Linked DNA regions of Pan troglodytes: region 1 is linked to region 2. Evidence: chromatin contacts called from public Hi-C data. All regions are on one chromosome and are shown on one strand. The core of a region is the stretch at or near the end of the contact, and the rest is flanking DNA. Distances in the headings are between cores, read along the strand shown. Region 1 has its middle 170 kb from the start of DUSP4. Region 2 holds the start of DUSP4 (dual specificity phosphatase 4).

Region 1 (4,700 bases), core at 768-3,267, 170 kb after region 2:
GAGTTTGAGACCACCATAGCCAACATGGTGAAACCCTGTCTCTACTTAAAAAAAATACAAAAAATAAGCTGGGCGTAGGGCACGCGCCTATAATCCCAAGCTGAGGCAGGCGGATCGCTTGAACCTGGCAGGCAGGGGTTGCAGTGAGCCAAGATTGCGTCACTGCAGTCCAGCCTGGGCGACAGAGTGAGACTCCGTCTCAAACAAACAAACAAACAAACAAACAAAAAAACCACCAGGTTTGTGGTGATTTGTGACAGCAGTCATAGGAAACATATAATTTGCATCTCCTATAATGTTAGCTTGGTCAATATCACAGCATCAGGTAGAAGCCATGGGCCAGGAAATGAGCTCCTACTGGCCACAGAGGTCCTGGCTGGCACCTTCCTTCCAGGACTCTCCTTGCAGGGGGGTGAGGGGGAAAAGACCACGATGCTGAGGAGCTCTGCTGGGAAAAGCATGAGCTATGTCCCCAAGGACCTTCCTCATCTTTGCACACCTTCCAGCACATTCTGCGCACTTGTCATGGGCTCACTTCCTGTTTGGGTCATTTACTTACCAGAAATGTCTCTCCTTTTCTGAGAACAAGTCTGCTTGACCATGTAGAGAGAAGCTGTTCAGTAAACACATACCAAGGTTTCATTTTGAAAAGCTTCATGTGAGAGCTGAGGTTGGAAACCTAAAAGACCCCCAAGTTTAGCAGTGGTTTAGTGAATAAGTGACTGTGAAATGTCCCAGAAATATGCTTGGCTTTCAAAAACTAGTATTTAAAATATCTAGTCTTCTCTCTAAAAGATGGAAGAGAAATTAGTTTTGAAAATCCTTTTGGCTAAAAGCCTACTGTTCTGACATATTTTTCCTCCTGGGACTCACTTTCCTAGAACTGCCTGTCTCTGGTACCTTGTATCTGGAACTCTCCTGAGGTTTATTTGCATTGTTGAATTCCTGCCTTAGGGTTATTGAAGAGTAATGAATTGAATGTTTGAGTTGTTTGTGGTAAGTTATTAATTCCTCCCCCGCCTTTTTTTTTGGAGACTGTCTCTCTCTCTCATCCAGGCTGGAGTGCAGTGGCGTGATCTCGTCTCACTGCAACCTCCACCTACCAGGTTCAAGTGATTCTCCTGCCTCAGCCTGCTGAGTAGCTGGGATTACAGGCACATGCCACCACTCCCGGCTAATTTTTTTTTTTTTTTTTAGTAGAGACAAGGTTTCATCATTTTGGCCAGGCTGGTCTCGAATTCCTGACCTCAAGTGATCCGCCTGCCTCCCAAAGTGCTGGGATTACAGGCGTGAGCCACTGTCCCTGGCCAGTAAGTTATTAATTCCATCAGTGAGAGAGACAGCTCTGTGGTTAATGGCACTCATAGGACCATAGAGAAGTGTGAAAAGAGGGATCTCAGCTTATCTAATAGAATGTCAGCCACTGCTGAATTACCTTTGGATGGTCCACAAAGAAGTTGCAGAGATACTCTCATAGGAGAAACAGCCCCATGAGCCACTTCAGGATGGCTTGGCTTTCAGTGAGTTGCTGATAAATATCAGATTTCAGTAAAAATCGAATTTGAAATAGTTTACATATAAAATAGAAGCCTAAATTATCGATCCTGGAGTGTACAGCGAGAGGAGAGAGAAAATTACACCAGCAATTACATTACAATGTAATAAATGGTAAATACAGGTGGCCTCTCCTCTCTCTCTCTCTTTCAATTTCCCTCTCTCTCTTCTCTCTCTTTTTCCCAGTTTTTCTTCTCTCTGCAGAGACCAAAAGCTGCTTGAAGACATATGATATGTTTTACTTCTCTTTTTTCCCCCTCAGGGCCTTGCCTTGTAGGGGCTCAATATGGCTTTATTATTTTACCCTTAGCTGTTTGTCTTTTTAGAAAGTATTTTATGTGTTCTTCTTTAGGTTGGGAGGAGGGTGACTTCTTGGTATTTCAGAAGGACTCCAGAACACAATGCAGTAAGTGTTGCACTGAGAAACATCACGTAGCAGGGAAGATTTAAGGGCCAGGCCTTCAGGATCTCTTGTGATTAGACGCCTAAGCCTATTTGTAAGGCCGTGGGAGTACTTCTCCAGGCACGGAGAAGAATGCTGGAGCTAACAAGAAAGCCCTTTTCTGCTGTGTACTATATGTCATAATGTTAAAAAAAGGGGGGAGGGACATGATGAAAAAGAAAGGCCTGGAACTTAAGAGCGATTCTGTTCCCAAGTGGAAGGCATGTTTTTTCTTATTGCTGTAAGCGGTGGCAGGCATCCCCAGGCCAGCAACAAACATCCGGGAGCTTTGGTATTAGGCAGGATGTTAGCATGCCAGCCTCATGGAGAAAAGGAACAATGGCTGTTTAATTTGCTTTTTATAGCAAAGCCCATTTGGGACGAATGAAGACAGGAGGATCTTAGAAGAGCTTCCTTTCCCGGAGGGTTGGCCCATCTGCTCCATGGAGAGGAGAGTGTGCTGACTCAGGAAGCCGAGCCAGCCAGGCCCTGAGCGGCGCCTCTGCCAGGACGCTGGCCCACGCGGCCACTGCACAAATGGTGTGCAGAGTGCAGGAGGCACATTAGGGCTCTTAAGGATGGGACAACTGACTTCTGTCCGGGGATTACTGAGACATATGTTCCGTGACCACCATAAGCATGCTTTCTCTAACAAAGCCTCTTTTATGGGGTATTGTTGGAGAAACGAAAAATACACAAACTCCTCTCTGCAAGGGATTGAACATTTAAGGAAATGTGACCAAACTATTTCTAAGCATCATATATCTTTGTGCCTTTTAAAGCAGAAAACAGGGAACAAAATACAAACCTCTATGAATGCTTTGGGTTATTAATACAAAGATCAAGTTTTAAGCATAACCAATGATCATAACTACTATTTTATTTTGGTGTTCAAAACACTGTATTGTGGGCCTGGCACAGTGGTTCACACCTGTAATCCCAGCACTTTGGGAGGCTGAGGTGGGCAGATCACCTGAGGTCAGGAGTTCGAGACCAGCCTAGCCAACATGGTGAAACCCCGTCTCTACTAAAAATACAAAAATTAGCTGGGTGTGGTGGCGGGCGCCTGTAATCCCAGCTACTAGGGAGGCTGAGGCAGAAGAATTGCTTAAACCTGGGAGGCGGAGGTTGCAGTGAGCCGAGGTAGCGCCACTGCACTCCACACTCCAGCCTGGATGACAGAGAGAGACTCCATCTCAAAAAAAGAGAAACAAAAACAAAACAAAAGAAACAAAACAAACACTGTATTGAAACTTATAGAACTACATCAACCAGCTATAAACTGTGATACTTTTTGAATTCAGGAATTTATTTTTCATCATCTTTCTGTTTCTTGCTGCTTTGACGTCGTTTCAGAGTCAGTCTCAGTATTTTCTTCCTTTTTTCTCTCCCACTCCTTTCTACTGAAACTAATAAATTACTTCGTTATAGTCGTATATGAGGGCAAGAATAAACAAGCTCTGGAAAGAACCTAATAAGTTTCCTATAAACTGAACCGATAGCTCTTCAGGCTGTTCCCAGGCTTGTTTTTGTTTTCTTCTTACATCAATGTTTCTGCCTGTCTTGCGGAGGATGCTGCAGTGGTGACCTCCAGATAAGGAAGGCATTTTAGGCTGTGACAGGTGAGCAGGCGTCTTCCCTGAATGGCTCTGATTAGGTTGAGAGTTCGAGGGCACAGACAAGATCTGGCTGAGAAAAGGACCTCTCTGTTGGGAGCTCAGCCCCCAAACTCAGTGACATTTGGCACACTGAATGCTGGTGTTTTCTCTCTGTATGGGCTGAGGCAAAATCAGCTGAGGCGCCCTATCTTTTCCTCATATTTTTGCTTAGATGCAATGCACATATTCCAGGTGAGTCCCTACACAAGATAATGATCGTTTCAGAACCTTAGATGACATCATTTGGAGATTTGTTGAGTGGCTATCAACCACCCCAACTGCTGTTGGTAAAGAAGAGATAACAGAGTGAAAATATTTGTCATATGAGTTTCACTATTTTTTTTAGTCATATATGTTCTGATGTGGTAGTGGGAGTAAAGAACTGTCTTATGACTGCTCTAGATATCAGAGATGGAAAATTCTTAGCTCATTCATTACCCTTCAAGACTCATATGCCATACGGCTTTCTGTTGATCTTCTGGGCTGATTTCATCTGCACCTGCTTCCTTCTCAGGAGATACTAAGTGATAAATGATCTCAGGGCTGGAGAGATATTTCAAAGGAATCACATCCAGTGGTGCCACTCCTATTTCATTTGGCCATATTCCTTTAGTGGGTGAGGTTTTCCCAGGCTATCAGTCATTCATTTAGTTCTGAGTCTCATGAAACCCAGAGCTAGTCATTTGACAACATTCCTGTGCCTCAATTTCCCTTCTTTAACAGCTCGGCAATAGAAACAGAATGTGAGCCACATACATAATTTCAAACATTCTAGAATTCACATTAAAAGAGTAAAAAGAATAAACCAGACCCAGAAATGCAAATACCATCTGATCTCACTTTGTGGAATCTAAAGAAGTTGAACTCACAGAAGCAGAGAGTAGAACAGTGCTCTCTGTGAAATGGGGAGATGTTAGTCAGAGGGTACAAACTGGGTAAGAGGAACAAGTTCTGGAGATCTAATATACAGCATGGGTGGTGATGGATGTGTTGAAAACAAAACCAAAAAGAAATAAGTGAAGTTAATTTGAATATACATTATTTAA
Region 2 (4,238 bases), core at 611-3,110:
CCTGCAGGTGTGGCGGGCGCCAGGTCCCTCCAGGGACTCGGACAGCACGCGATTTTTCCAGGATTTCCGACTACCAAATGTGACAAGACAGCCTCGCCGCCGAGAGTTTCGCCAGGGCTCGCTAAAATCCGGCACGCGCCGCCATCAGATAGTCGAAAATCCGGGCTGAACAAAAGGTGATCATTCTCCGCTGCCGGGATTTGCAGGCGCTAGAGGACCGGTTCCGCCCGGCGTCCCCCAGATACCCAGTCCTTCAGCCTCCCGCTCCCAGAGCCTGGATCTAGCCCGGGACGGGGATTGGCCACCTTCCAAGCTGAGCTCGGAGTTGGGCAGCGGGAACGCAGATACAGATCGCTCTACACAGTGTGTGCAAACCAATCTCCCTTTCTGCATTTGCCAGGGTCTTGTTTTCAGTGAAACTGGCAAGGCCAATTGTACCTCGGCGCCCACCCCTCTTCACCTTTTCTCCACCTCTGGGATTCTCCCGGTCCGGCTCAGTGTAGGGCCCCAGCACGCCAAACCAACAGGCCTATCTTGTCCCCACGCGCCCCGTGGTACTTGGAAACTGTTCCCGGGACTCAAGATGGACCGCGCAGAGGAGTCGCTTCATCCTCGAGGCTAGGACCGTTAATGTCAATAAACGGGGCCTCGCTAGGACGGTGCGGAATTGCAGGTGACCGGAGAAACCCGTCCGCACTGTCTCTGAGGACTTGAACCTCGCACTTGCACAGAAACCTTGCAAACCCCTACACACCAACACACACAAAGGGGCGCGCGGGGATCCCCGCAACCACGAATCACGCCGGGGACTCCTTCCCGTGCCAATAAGGCATAGGCCGCCAAGACCCCCTCCATCTCCCCGACTCCAGCTAGCGCCCGGAGCCCTCGTTTACCTTTGAGCAGGCAGATGTCGGTGCGCTCGGCGTTGCGGCGCAGAGCCTGCACCACCAGCGACACGGTGCTGTCCTCGCGGAGGCTCTCGGCGCGCGGGCTGCGCTCGTCGTAGACGATGACCGCCGAGTAGAGGCCGGAGCGCAAGCGGGCGCGTACCTCCTCCTCGGCGGGCAGGATCTGCTCCAGGCTCACGGAGCCCTTAGCCCGCCGCCGCACGATGGTGTTGCAGCGCACGTTGACCGAACCTCGGATGTAGCCCGCGCTGTGCGCCAGGAACGGTCTGCAGTCCAGCAGCAGGCACTTGCCGCCGCTCGGCAGCCCCAGGGTGCCGTGGCTGCCGCTGCCGCCCGCGCCGCCGCCGTTCTCGTCCCGGTTCATCAGCCTTTTGAGCACACTGCAGTCCATCTCCCGCAGCTCCTCCATCGTCACCATGGTCGCCGGGAACCGAGGCGGCTGGGCGCGCGAGGAAGAGAACCCGGGCCGCCTAGGCTGCAGAAAGGGGCGGGCGAGAGCTAAGAAGGGACGCCTGCAGAAGTGGCCGCAAACTTGGTCCTCAAGGGCTCCCGCGGGCGAGCCTCTTCTCCCCTGTCCCCTTCCTCCCGCAGCCTCGCGGTCACATAGCAGTCGGAGCGGCCTCGGGCGCCCAGCCGGGCGGCGCGCAGAGCGGAGGGGGAGGCGCCGGTGGAGGAGAGTGTGTTTACGAGAGAGGACCGCGGACTCTTTTCGGCGACGGCCTCCCGTGTATTTTTGCCGGTCGCGCGGCTCCTGTCGCCACTGGCGCCAGCGCTGCCGCTGCCTACGCTCCTCCGGCGCTCAGCGCACTGCCCCAGCCAGAGTTTTCTCCTCGGCTTAGAGGTTTATTAATGCTCCTCCGCGCTCCCGGGGGAGGGGGCGCTAGGTACTACCCCGCCAGGCCCCGCCCCGTTCCATTCCGGGCCCCGCGCCGTCCCCCGCCCCCCGCGCTGACTCCCCGCCCCCTCCGGGCCCCTCCTCCCACCCCCTCCCCGGAGCTTGAATGGAGCGCGGCCGCTGGCTCCCGGTCACGGGAACTCGACGTCACAAAGAGCGGAGTAAACAGGGCGCCGGGTGCTCGCCATCAGGCCCATTCATAAAACCGAGGCCGAGAGGAAGAGGGAGGCGGCCTCCGACCCGCCGCCAGCGGCGGGCAGCGCCCGGACTTTGTGAATGGAGCGCGCGGCGCCTTTCGCCGTCTACCCGCGGGCCCAGCCTGCGCCGCGCCTCCAGCCCGACACCGGCACCTGTGCCGCCGCTGCACCCCGCCGCTAGGCGGGCGGCGCCAAAGGAAATAGCCGGCTGAGGAGGCCAGGGCTCGGGTTTGAGCTTTCATCCCTTGGCACCTTCGCGCTTCCCCGCGTGACAGCCCCGTAGGTTTTTCCCGGTTACCCAAGTGGAGAGGGGACCGGAGCGCCGCTGCCCACCCAGCGGGGCCTGACACCTCCTAGCCCCAGACTCCCCGTGCGCTTTCGGCCCGGCCAGTCCTTTCTGAATATGCGATTCCTGAGACGTTAGCGCATGCATTAGCGTGATCGATTTTCATCTAAAGCCATTAAATCAGTTTTATAGCTTCCCCAAGAACGTGGGCAACCCCCTGCTTGGAAGATGAAAGAGAAAGTCCTCCCGCCCGAAGCCCAGGATCGGAGTGAGGTGTGGGGTTTGTTGCTTTACTACCCAAAGGGAGGCATTAATTGCCGGAATGGTGTTCCGAGGGAGGAGAGCAGGCTGCGCTCCTGTCCACGCTTCCTAAAAGATGTTTATTTAACCCTGGTCGGGGGAAAAACAAGGTTTTCGGGTTTGGGAAACGTCTTCACCCTATCTTGCATAGTTGTGAATTATCCTTTTAGGAAATGACAGGGTCCACATTTGTTGCGGAGCTGGACCTTGGAAAATGTACCCGCAAAGAATGACCTTTTGAAAGGACTTCAGCAGCTCTGGGTCCGATTCATGTTTCTGGGCATCCCTTTTTCCTGGTCACGTAGCAGCCCTCCCCATCCCCATTTCTCTTTTGCATTTAATTTCCCAGAGGCAGCTTTTGGCTGGGGGTTTGTGCACGCACGCGGTGGGGACCGTGCAGAAGCCAAAAATCATTCGCCCGACATCTTGCCAAGTCTTGTTAGTGAGAATTAATCACAGAGCAAGGGAGTTACAGGACTCGCTCGCAGTTTCGGAGGCTGCAGAGTAGCGTATTCCATTACGGGGCGCGCGTGGAAGCCCGACCCAGGCAGCGAGGGCACGGGTACCCGCCGGGTCTCTCCCGCCCAAGCTCACCCTCTCACCATGCCTTTGTTCCGGGCGGAGCGGCTTTCCCGAGCTCTCACCTCCGGTCCCGGGGGCCATCCCTGCACTCCCCGACCGGAGCTCGGCGGAGCCTCCACTTCTGAGACCTTCGACTGGCCTCGTCCCCCACTGCGCCCCGAATGCCTCGACCCCCGGGCCCTACTCGGATGGGCTGTAGGGGCACCGCTTGGGCAAGGTGATATTTCCTTTTGCTCCGGGCTCCAAAATGGCTTACGATGGCACTGCACGGATCCTTTCTCTTTTTAAAATTTAGTATTTTATTCATCATGGATTTTTTGCATTTTTTTTTTCTTTTAAAGAGGCATCGCATCAAGATATTTCTTTTGATTACTGACTTTTCGGCGCCCTTCTTAAATGTTGCGCTCAAGGCTTGTGCTCACCCTAGTCCAGGCCCTGGAAGGGGCCACAACTGTGGACTGACCGAGGCTGCCCGGTGGCAGGACCCTGGGCGTCGGGCACTCCGGGTGGGAGATCAGTGGTCAAAGCCGCACGGCGTGGCCTCCCTGTGGGGAGGGCAAAAGGTGTCTGAGTCCAGTTTCCCATTCTGCTGAATGGGACTGTGGGGGTCTATCTAATAACTCGCTTTCGATAAGGAGCAAGGAGCCCCAGGGGCCCCTACAGTCCAAGGCTGATTTTGCTTTCCCGGGTTGCTCTCCAGCAGCTCAGAAATCCGCCGCCTGCCAGGACCCAGGGCCGGAGCTCTCCCGGCGCAAGTAAACACTGATTCCTTTACAAAGGCTTTAACAAGACATTTCTGGAAAAAGCCTCTCAGGAGGCAGGTCCGGGCCAATTTCACGCGTGTCGCAGGAGCTGGGGAGACGTCCCTGGGGCGCACGGGTCGCGCTCTGGGCCAGCCTTTGTCTAGCCTGTTCTGGGGTCGCCTCCCCCGCCGGACCCGCGCCTGGCTCTCACGTGGCCAGTAAATAACAGTCAAATCCAGGGGGAGGAAAATGCCCACAGAACAAAGAGGCTTGCTTTCTGCACCTGACAGTAATCGCTGGTGGAGAAGCCCTAAATCCCGCAGGCGA

The links. A called contact is a pair of places that touch in the nucleus more often than the background predicts.
Region 1: a Hi-C map of stem cell-derived neural progenitor cells shows a contact between it and region 2, with 4 times the contacts expected there. The contact joins the enhancer-like site here to the promoter of DUSP4 in region 2. A contact is called at or near these places in 3 of 7 Hi-C or Micro-C datasets (induced pluripotent stem cells, a lymphoblastoid cell line and stem cell-derived neural progenitor cells) and 1 of 1 datasets of contacts at active chromatin or transcription factors (stem cell-derived excitatory neurons).

The regions. Positions count from the first base shown.
Region 1 is chr7:37,883,109-37,887,808 of NHGRI_mPanTro3-v2.0_pri, forward strand. No RefSeq gene overlaps it. Among named protein-coding and RNA genes, the nearest start is that of DUSP4, 170 kb to the left of the region's middle. Within about 2 kb of position 2,018, at least 3 of the 24 cell types and tissues checked have an H3K27ac peak or open chromatin away from gene starts, as enhancers often do. A contact at or near this core is called in stem cell-derived neural progenitor cells, where this site is marked.
Region 2 is chr7:37,712,493-37,716,730 of NHGRI_mPanTro3-v2.0_pri, forward strand. It overlaps DUSP4 (dual specificity phosphatase 4), which reads right to left and starts at 1,861. Exons shown (of 4, transcript XM_520046.9): 1 at 894-1,861. The coding sequence starts at 1,326.